3 separate regions of the Sus scrofa genome follow, and all the other regions are linked to region 3. Evidence: chromatin contacts called from public Hi-C and HiChIP or PLAC-seq data. All regions are on one chromosome and are shown on one strand. Each heading gives the region's core, a stretch centred on a gene start, on an enhancer-like site or on the middle of the called end of the contact. The rest is flanking DNA. Distances are from core to core; before and after follow the strand shown. Region 1 holds the start of ARSB (arylsulfatase B). Region 2 holds the start of JMY (junction-mediating and -regulatory protein). Region 3 holds the start of AP3B1 (adaptor related protein complex 3 beta 1 subunit).

Evidence for each region. Hi-C and Micro-C count contacts between places; a contact is called where the count stands out from the background. HiChIP or PLAC-seq counts read pairs in DNA pulled down with a chosen protein or histone mark.
Region 1: a contact with region 3 is called in an H3K27ac HiChIP or PLAC-seq map of alveolar macrophages. The contact joins the promoter of ARSB here to the promoter of AP3B1 in region 3. A contact is called at or near these places in 1 of 5 promoter capture datasets (fetal skeletal muscle), 1 of 47 Hi-C or Micro-C datasets (fetal skeletal muscle) and 2 of 2 datasets of contacts at active chromatin or transcription factors (alveolar macrophages and skeletal muscle).
Region 2: a contact with region 3 is called in a Hi-C map of liver, with 5 times the contacts expected there. The contact joins the promoter of JMY here to the promoter of AP3B1 in region 3. A contact is called at or near these places in 2 of 5 promoter capture datasets (fetal liver and liver) and 2 of 47 Hi-C or Micro-C datasets (liver and retroperitoneal adipose tissue).

What each region holds. Positions count from the first base shown.
Region 1 is chr2:87,777,750-87,781,139 of Sscrofa11.1, forward strand. It overlaps ARSB (arylsulfatase B), which reads right to left and starts at 1,804. Exons shown (of 8, transcript XM_021084478.1): 1 at 185-1,804. The coding sequence starts at 499. It overlaps LOC110259405 (a long non-coding RNA gene), which reads left to right. Exons shown (of 2, transcript XR_002341753.1): 1 at 1-358; 2 at 2,023-2,599.
Region 2 is chr2:88,019,849-88,023,388 of Sscrofa11.1, forward strand. It overlaps JMY (junction-mediating and -regulatory protein), which reads left to right and starts at 1,724. Exons shown (of 10, transcript XM_021084484.1): 1 at 1,724-3,540. The coding sequence starts at 3,515.
Region 3 is chr2:87,140,623-87,144,338 of Sscrofa11.1, forward strand. It overlaps AP3B1 (adaptor related protein complex 3 beta 1 subunit), which reads right to left and starts at 2,041. Exons shown (of 27, transcript NM_001098585.1): 1 at 1,870-2,041. The coding sequence starts at 1,997.

The DNA.
Region 1 (3,390 bases), core at 554-3,053, 640 kb after region 3:
ATATCGGGGGACCGACCCCGACTGGCCTGTCGCCGCCTGGGTCTCGGGCCCCACTTCTAGGAAGCTCGCGGGCCGGGCAGGCCCGGATCGGAGCGGAGCGGGGCGGCCGAAGGAGGAGGGCCGCGGCCGGAGGCGGGGGCGGAGCCGGGCGCGGGGCCGGCGGGCCGCCGGGGGCGCTGCGTACCTGGTAGCGGCCGGTGAGCAGCTGGCTCCGCGATGGCGTGCACAGCGGCTGCGTGTAGTAGTTGTCCAGCAGCACTCCGCCGGCCGCCAGCGCGTCCAGGTGCGGCGTGCGGATTTCCGAGCCGTGGAAGCCCACGTCGTTCCAGCCCAGGTCGTCCGCCAGCACGAAGACGAGGTGAGGCGGCCGGCCGGCCCCAATGCTGGAACCGAGAGGAGGCAGCAGCAACAGCAGCAGCCCCAGCGGGAGGACGGTGGGGAGGAGCGGCCGCCGCTGCCCGGGGCCTCGGGGCCAACTCTCAGCGCCTCGCCGGCCCATCTTGCGTCGCCCGCGTTGCCCGCGCCTGTGGCGCCGCCAGCCTCGGGCACCACTTATAGAATCAGGAACTGAGCAGCCGGGGCTGCCCCGCCCCGGCACTGAACCTCACCCCCTGCGGGCCGTGGGCAGTAGAGGCCCAGCGCCGGAGACCCGCCGCCTCTAACCCCGGCCCGGGCCCGTGTGGCGGGGGAGGAGCCAGCGAGTAGAACTCGGGCAGCCTCGCAGCTGTGCTCCAGGGTAACTCCGTTGATGCTTGATAAGGGCCAAGGTCTCATCTTTCCAGCGATGCTCGTTGCCTCTTGGCATCCTAAAAGAGGAGCGAATTTGCTCTTTTTAGTAACTCTTCACAATTTACACAGCATTTTTGACAGCCCTTATCTCTTTAAATCTCACAACTCTGACGGCTCGGAATCATAATTTTGCCCCTCCCCCCCCCTTTTTTCCGGAGTAAACAAGCTTGGAGTTGCTTGGGCGTAACCCAGACCCAGTTCTGACTCCATATCTTGAGCTATAATGTTTTAAGAGTCGTGAAAGCATCGTTTCTAGCAGAATTGTTTCTAGCAAAAGAACCCAGCCTCGTGCATGTAGAACAATGAAGAGGCAGAGATCTGAATGGCGTTTCAGATTCCTTTAAGAATAGCATAGGCCTGCGAAGCCACTTCCTCCCCACTTAGCCAAAAGGGGCCAAGTACACACTCGGACTGCACGGTGCCGTTTTGAAGGTGCAGCTTTATAGTTAGGCTGCCCTTGGAGTGCTGTGTGGCCAGGGAGTAGCTCATTAGCTTGTCCAGATACGAGCCCTTTCAGAGTTGGCTCCCCCACAATGAAGTGGTGAACCAAAGTAGACTCATTTGCCTGAAACAGTCCCTGGATGGAAAGAAACATTCCTTTAGCCACATGCTCATTGAAGCATGGGAAGTTAGCCTCATGACCAGTGTATTCCCATTGCCAGCCAAGACTCTGCCTCCTCCCTCTATCTGGAGACAGACAATAACTGTTACTGGTTGTAGGGGAAGAAATTTTGCGCTCCTTTCAGGTTATCTGCTTCTGATTCCATGGGACTCATTGTACACATTTATAGGTTGTAGATAACTGAGAGCAATGGAAACTAATTCTTGTTTATACACATGCAAATTAATTCTATCCATTGGAATGACACCCTCGCCACTACCTTGGAAAAAAGTTTTGCCTCCACTTACACATTTATTTCATATTCCTGATCTGTTCCTTGGATTGTTCTTGGAACTGGTGTTAACACTCTGTTTCTTCGTTAATGAATTAAATAAAATCTTTGATGTATATTCATTTTATATGTGTATAAGGATCATGATTTTCTCATTTTTTGAAAATTATTCTCTAACATATGGAATGTTTCCTTCTTTACATACATAGAATTTTTTTTCTCTGCATGAAGTAAATTAATTTATGTTACAGCCACTTGTCATCTGTGGTGGAATCGATGAAATTTAGCAGGAGAAAAATTGGCATTAAGTAAAAAGAAATTTGTGTGTGTGTCTTTTTAGGGCCATACTGGTGACATGAAGGTTCCCACGGCAGGGATTGAATTGGAGCTGTAGCTGCTGGCCTACTCCACAGCTATAGCAAGGCGGGATCCATGCCTTATCTGTGACCTACACCACAGCTCACGGCAATACCAGATCCTTACCCACTGAACGAGGCCAGGGATCGAACCTGCGTCTTCAGGAATACTAGTCAGGTTAACCGCTGAGCCACAATGGGAATTCCAAAAAGAGAATGTTGAAGAGCTATTTGACTCTCATTAGGTTAAGGCTTGAAAATTTCCTTTAAAAACCATGTAAAAGATCTTTAAGGACAAAATTTTCCATGGTGGCCCTTGCCTGTCCCTCTTTCCATAACTGTTCCTCCCTACCCTTCAGGATAGAAATCAGATTGCCCAAACCATGGCTGGTAATCTGCAGGAACAATTCCTCCTTTGACCAACTGCTCCAGAAACTACTGAACTTGCACTGCACCTTCCGATGTCCTGAATTTTCAAATAAAAGCTTATGCTAAAAATGCTCTGGAAATGTGCAAATGAGTTAATTAAAAAGAGTTAATTCTATTTTTCATTTATGCATTGAACATCTTTGACGTGCAGTATAGTCTAGTTATTGTAAAATCTCTCCATTAGAGTTGTTGTTTCCTAATGATTAGGCGCAGGTTATGGGTTTATACAGAAATACTGCAAATATAACGTATTCTTGATGCTTCATATTAAGAGTCAGGTGTTGTTGATTTACTTTATTATTTGATAACTTAAGGTGGCCGTTTCCCCACTGTAAAGTTATTATTTCCCCCCTGTAATTAATAATTATTTTATGGGGAGGTACTTTGAGAGTATGCATATATTCTGTTATTCCTAAAACTTTCGCTTATTAGTTTTAACCTTCCCTGAGGCTTATTGCTTCAGTCATTATTAGGATGGTTCCCAAATGGTGATTATAGTGATTTTCTATCATTCTTTAAATAGATTTATTAGTTGTCTTTCTACTACTGTAAGGAAGAACTTTGCCTTCTTCCTCATGTGTTTGTTTATATCACTATGAACTCAAAGATTCTTAATTTAATCAGTATAATAATACATATTAATCATATCAGTGCTCAAATTTCCTCTGATTTGGCCAGTGGGAGCCCCTTCAGTCTAACTCTTGTGTCCTTGTGGCATGTTCTCTTTAATATTTGAGCACTCCCTTACTTTATGGTACAACAAGATATTCTAGATTCATCTTGGATTTTTTCTTCCCCAACCCTGGAATCAGCCACTTCTCCAAGGAACCCCTGACACCTCTTAGAGGAGGGTGGCCTCTAGAAACCAAGATCTGTGCTACAGGCTACTCTTGCTACTGGGCTGTCATTGCTGGTAGGATCTC
Region 2 (3,540 bases), core at 474-2,973, 880 kb after region 3:
TTTCTGGTCCTTACAGACCTTGTTTGCTAGCTCAAAGAAACAGCCCTGGTCACAGCTGCCCAGCTGGATGTAGTTTCTTTGCTAGAGCAGATAATATGGTCTCTGGTACTCAATATGCAGCCATTCATTTAGCCAGTGTGTTCTTTTCTATCCCAGTCAGGAAAGAAAACCAGAAATACTTTGCTCCAGGGCCATGTTAACTCTCCCACCATGTGTCATAAGACTACTGGACATACCTCAGAATGTCATATTGATGACATCATGCTGATCTGGCAGGATGAGTAATTGCTAGCGTGTTGGAGACCCTGGTAAGACATATGCACTCCAGAGGGAGGAAGACAAACTCTACAAAAATTCAGGCAATTGCCTACTCACTAAAGTTTCGGCACATCCCAGCAGGACATTCCCTTCAAAATAAAGGACAGATAACTGCATCATGCAGCCACAACTACAGTGAAAGAAGCAATGACTGCTAAGCCTCCTTCCGCTTTGCCGGCAACACATTCCACACCTAGGAAAACGTCTCAAGCTCTCAAATCAGGTGGTACGGAAGGTGCCACCTTTGAGTAGGACTCAGAAAGGAGAATGGCTCTACAGCAGGTCCTGACTGCAGAGCATAGAGTCAAAAATCCCAGCACACCCTACAGTATTCAAGATGTCAGTAGCAGTAAAAGATACGGTGTAAAGTTTACAGCAAGTCCCAGTGGAAGAATCACAACACTGAAGTTGGAACAAGGTCAAAATGTAGCTTTCTATAACTCTCCTTATTCCCAGGGAGTGATTTATACACTCAGACCTTGCTCAACAATCAGATACAAGCCTAAATAAAGAATTGTAAAATACTACCTAAAATGCCATGGGAATTCTGGTTTGCTTCTTTTTATTTCCAGGATAACAATTATAAGATAGAGAAAATGAGAAACATTGACACCACCTTTTGACAAAACACAGCTGCCAGAGTATTGGGGAAAATACTTAACACCTGTATGACTAGGAACCCATTTTCTCTAGCATTATTTTGAAGAGATGCAATTTTATTTCTGTGGGGGAAGATTGCAATTCTAATACATATGTAAACAATATATTTCCCATAAACATATTCTTTTGGCATTCATTCTCAGTATTCATACTTATCTGTAATATATTATGAGAGCTAGTGATTATCTCATCTCATCACTTTCTATCAGAAAAACTTGGGTTTTTTTTTTGTTTTTTTTTTGTTTTTTTTTTTTTTTTTTTTTTCAGCCTCACTGGCAGGCACATGGAAGTTTCTTGGCCAAGAATCAAATCCAAGCCACAGCTGCAGCAAAACCAGATCCTTAACCCACCACGCCAGGCTCGGGATCAAACCTGTGCCTCCACAGAGACTAGCTGGATCATTAACCCACTGTGCCACCGAAGGAACTCCCTATCAGAAAAACTAGCAGTAGTTTTTCTAAAATGTGTTATTATTTGCTTAGCTGATTATACTCATTTGCAGTGGTTGTTTTTGGGTTGTTCATTTGTTTGTGTCTTTTTAGGGCTACACCTGTAGCATAGGAAGTTCCCAGGCTAGGGGTTGATTGGAGCTGCAGCTGCCAGCCTATGTCGCATCCACAGCAACATCAGATCCGAGCCTCAGGTGCAACCTATGCCCCAACTTGCAGCAACGCCAGATCCTTAGCGTATTGAGCAAGGCCAGGGATCGAACCTACGTCATCATGGATACTAGTCAGGTTAGGTTCCTTAATGCTGACCACAATGAGAACTCCTACAATGGATTTTTTTTTCTTTTGTCTTGCCTTTCATAAGGGATATGTCTGATTTCCATTTGAGAGTTGCCACAAGTTCAGTTATGAGCTTTGACAATTTATGGTTCACATAAAGAACTGTAAAAAGCTTTTAAAACCTGTCCTAGTCCCTTTTGCTCATCCTGCCCTACCCAAAGTGGCCCTTCCCAACACTCCTTTTTTGGTCAAAGCAGATCTATAGGTCTAAAATGTCCAGCTGAGTGACAGGGCAAAAACTTTTTGCTGGTTTTTTTCAGACGTCAGGACAATACTGAGGTAAGCATGGATGACAATACAAGGTTAATCTGTTCTCACATATCTTTTAGAAATATGAATAAAATTAATCATTCCCATTGTACTTTACTGTGAACAGAGAATAACTGCAATATGAATTGGACACTAGCAGGAAAGAGAATGCTAATAATATAAACTGGATTATAAAATCCACTAGTCAATTTTAAGAATGTATTTCAGTATGAATAGCAGAATTCCTCAGATTTGCTTTTTTTTTTTTGGTATGTGCATTCTGGGAACTCTGATAACTGAATACAATTTCAACAGGGCTCAAACCTGTGACCTCAAAACGAGGTTCACAGAACAGTACACAATGATGAAACCTGAAGCAATAAACCACAGATGAACCGAGATGTAAGCATTCATACTGCTAGGACAGGGCTGCATTTTCATTTATTTTGTTTTGGAGTTCTACTGGGTTGTCTTTCAGACACCTTCCCTTCATTCCTTAAAATGTCGGAAGGGTGTTAGGGGACAATCCAATAGTCTAGATAGATCCCAGTAAAGTTCAGCACATAGTTCACAAAACGTTACCGAGTTATTTCTGAATGTAGGAATTATCCCTCTGGGCGAATGGAGGAAAATTTACACTTGAGGGTCCCTTTGAATGGCTGGAGTTTAAAAAATCTCAGTTCCTCCGTCTTTGTTCCTCTTTAACTGGGTTCGGAGACCACCTGTCCCGAAGGGCACACCTGCAACTCTCAATGCCTGCAGTTCCCCGCCTCCAGCTCTCGAAGGGAGGTGCTGAGCGGGAAGAAAAGAGCCGGCGCGCGGCCGCCAGCGGACCGGGGCGGGGACGCCGAGGGGCGGAGCCGACGGGCGCGAGCGGGGTGTGCGCGCCGCCGCCGCGTCACCAGCGTGCGGCACGTGCCCGTGTTTACGTCCCTCGTGGAGCCGCCGACGTCAGCAGCCGAATAGCAACATTGTGGCGATTCTGAGGCGCAGAGTTTAGGAGACCCGTCCCTCCATCAGGCCGGCTCCAGGCGGTCGGCAAGAAGAGGCGGGGGGGCGGGGAGGTCGGCCCGAGTGAGCGGCGGAGAGGTAGAAGCCGCGGGCCCCTACCACCTTCCTGCCTGTCCGGCCCCGCGGAACCCTCGCCTCACCTCCGGAGCGCCTGAGACGCAGCACCGCGGCCTCGCTCGGGGGGCGGCCAGGGCGGGCGCGGGGAGCGGCCGCAGAACGGGGCTTGTAAACAGATCCCGCCGCACGTGACCATGTGAACTACCTGCTCCTGGGACGCGTATTGTCTTTCCCGCGAGCCGCGCGACAAAGGAACGCGGCGGGTGCGAGTGCGGAGAGGCGAGCGAGCGAGTGCGGAAAGCCGGCCGGCGCGCTAAGATGGCTGAAGGCGCCCGGCGAGGGTGAACGGGGGGCGCGGCGGAGCCAGCCGGTGACTCCTCGGGCGGACAGGGCCGCCGGCGTCTTCCCCGCGGCCTGGCGCCGGAGCCACCATGTCGTTCGCGCTGGAGGAGACGCT
Region 3 (3,716 bases), core at 791-3,290:
TGAGAGAATTCAAACTCAAGAGAGATTAAGCGAGCCCTTCCAGAACAGGGGTCTGCTTGTTTCTAACCAACCCATTAGGTTGCAATTCAATGGCCAAAATGTTTCTAATTCCTGAAAGCCTCAAGGTCATACACTGTCTACAACTCCTATTCAAAGTTTGAAACTTTTAATGAGGCTTTCCCTAATGCATTCCCTAATAAAAGCACCAAAAACTTCATCAAATAGTAAATATACATCCAATTGCTCAAGAGTATGCTTAAGATTAGATAGTCTGGGTTCAAATTCAGGCAGTGCAGTCTTCTAGTTCTAGGATCTTGGGCAAATTAACCACTTGTGCTCCAATTTCCTCATCCGCAAAGTGAGATCAGAGAGGTATCTGGTAACAAGCCAGAGGGCTGTTAGGGGGACCAGCTGAGACACTAAGTGTAAAGGAGTCTACACAGATGCACAAACACTTAATAACTATTAGCTAATTTTAAATCCAATCTGCTCAGTCACCTCAACAGCACCGGCCATAGTCAAAGGCATATTTTTTTTTTCCCAATCAAGGCCAAATCTGACAAAATAGGAAATGAAAGTCTCTAACAGAAAAACATCTTAGACATTCACAAACCATAAATCAATTGTAAGCATATCACATGCAAAACAGACCTATATAGACATATACATTAATTAAACAGTTGAAACATTTTGCTAATAACAACCTCCATGTTGGGAAAATCCACCATCTAAATGCACAGAATGAAAAATTAGTTTTATTACTTTTAAACTTTTCTAACTGGAAAATAAGGGAGGAAATAAAAAACCCAAAACTCTATTCCACATGATCCATATAGGATTTCAATTAGCTCAATACAGTCCAAACGTAATCACAATTTCAACCACTAGCACTTTCAAGAACACCTTTTAAAATAAATTTTAAGTAAATTTTTATTTACCTTTCTGACACTGCAAAGCCACCAGCAGAGCTACTTTACCTTACTTTAGCATAAATCTAGGGACAGCCTACTATATGACCATAGAGTTTGTTACTGAGAGATTAAAAATAAGAAACAAGTAAAAATAATTACAATAAAATACAAAGTTATCAGGATTCTGAAACTTTAATCCCCCCTCAAATCAATGGTACTGAAAATATTCTTTTACCAAAAAAAACAGGTACACACTGTTTAGTGCTCGTTTTTAAAATTCACATTATTAATAAAATTTTAGGGTTTGTTCAGAGTAACACACTAAATAGTCTATACTCATATACTTGCTGTGTTTGGGAGTGGGGGTTTTTTTGTTTGTGTGGTTTTCTGTTTTGTTTTGGAGGGGCTGGTTTTGGTTTTTTTGGTTTTTTTGTCTGCAGTGCAAAAGACATTGTCCAAGAACCTTAGTGGTTGTATAAACCAGTTTGTTCATTCATAAAGTGCCTAAAACACCTCCTTACTCCAACACTCTAGAGCCACAGAAGAATTTCCCATAAACCTAACTCACACTTTAACTCTCCCTTTCAACTCCCCAAACAATCCTTCCACCTTAATAAGCTAATTTCCCCAAGTGTGATCAGGCAAACAGTAAATTAGCTTGAAGTGTTTTTTTGAAAACTCAGATTCCTGTGCCCCAGCCGAGACCAACTCCGAGTCTCTGGGGATGGCTCTTTTTTCTCTTAAGTTTGAAACTACTCAAGACCCCTCCACACACTCATCCCAAACTCACAACTCCCACCACTCCCAACTGGTCCAACTTCGGGGAAACGTTACCGCTAGGCTCCGAGCCGTCTCGGGGCGACCCCACCCCTCTCCCGGAGGCCCCAGCTCGGTGCCCGCTCCGCCGAGGGCCCCAGTTTCTCAGCCCAGTCCCCGCACCCCAAATCTTTCTCCTCACTTCTTCATATCGCTGCTAAAGAGGCCGAAGGCACCGGAGGGGGAAATGGTTGAGGTCGCCTCCTGACCCAGCTCCGTCGCCTCCCCTCCTCCGGACTGTTCATTGTAAGCGAAGCTGTTGCTGGACATTGCTGTCGTGCTGCCGGGTGTCGGGTTGGTCCTGCCGGGGGCTCTCTCTGACCGGCTCCCAACCACAGAACGCGGAACAAAACTAGTTGTCGTGCGGCGGGGCGCGCGCAGGCGCTTCCGGACTCGTCGCTGCTCCTTAAACCGACCAGGAGGTCCACCCCCTGCGCATGCTCAGTGTGCATAGTGGCCGGAGCCCACCGCCGGCCACTCCGGGCCTGCGTGGATTTCCCATCTCCTGGTTTTCGAGGTAGCCGGAAGGCTCAGTCTCAGGCTTCGCGCCAGGCGGGCCCTGATCTTGCAAAAGACTGAGCTCAAGGCTTTTAAAGTTTTTTTGGAGACAGATACCCATTGTATCCTTTTTGATCTCTAAGGAAGTTCCCCAACCCCAGACATCTCTTTGCTAGACTCCTGTTGTAAACCAATAGCTTTCAGATTTCTCCTAAAATGTTATTTAATACACCAGATCAACTTTCTTAGACACATCAGGATTGCTTTTCCTTTTTAAGCCGGTTTCTGCTCCTTTTCCTCCGGCAAGCTTTGTCTTAACTTTTACATCCGCCCCAGGCAACCTCAATCGCAGATCTCTGCAGATTAAGGAAATTTCTAGGACCCCGTGTTTGAGGATCCACCGCTGCCGCGGCAGAGAGGTGATCTTTACAGTGAAAGTTCCAAACGAAAATCCCAGGGCCATTGGTTGCAAGGAGCTAAAGGAGTGCACCCTCCTGGCGTCTGGCTCCCGAAGGTAGAATAAAATGAAATACAGATGCCTCGAGCACCAGGACTAGCCTGTCATCTAGGTACCTCCTTCATTTGTTCTTCCCCTAGCAGTTTCACTTACTAACGTCTTTTGGGGTGTCAAGGCAGAAAGTTGCCCGGCCCCGCAGTTGCACAAGAGAAACCTTCTTTCCAGGAGTAACTTCCCCCAGCCTGACGTTTCAGGTGGATTTCAGAGCCTACCCAAACCTTTCCCCCACCTCTTCCCCTTCAGGCAGGATTTGAAACCTAGAGCCCCTAGAGCTAGAAACTGTCAGGGGAATAGTGAAGCACAACCTGTGGGACCAGCGCCGGGGGTGGGGGTGGGGGTGGGGATGACACGCCCAGAAAGCACCAGCAGGGATGCCGAGATGGGGCTTCCCGCTTTGGGCCAAGCTGCTCCCAACGGAAGAGGTGTGGAGGAGGTGGAGGGAGGTGGCTCAGAGTGTGAACCTCACAGCCTCTGATGGCCACACTAAGAATAACAGGGAGATCATCACTACATATCTACTAAAATGGCCAAAATCCAGAACACTGACCACACTAAATGCTGGTGGGGATGTGGAACAACAGAAACACTCATTGATTGCTGGTGGGAATGCAAAACAGTACAGCCACATTGGAAGATATAATTTGGTAGTTTCTTATAAAATTAAACCTGGAGTTCCCGTCGTGGCGCAGTGGTTAACAAATCCGACTAGGAACCATGAGGTTGCGGGTTCGGTCCCTGCCCTTGCTCAGTGGGTTAATGATCCGGCGTTGCCGTGAGCTGTGGTGTAGGTTGCAGACACAGTTCGGATCCCGCGATGCTGTGGCTCTGGCCTAGGCTGGCGGCTACAGCTCCAATTCGACCCCTAACCTGGGAACCTCCATATTCCGCCGGAGCGGCCCAAAGAAATAGCAAAAAGACAAAATAAATTAATTAATTAATTAAATTAAATTAAACCTACTCCTGGAGTTCCGGTT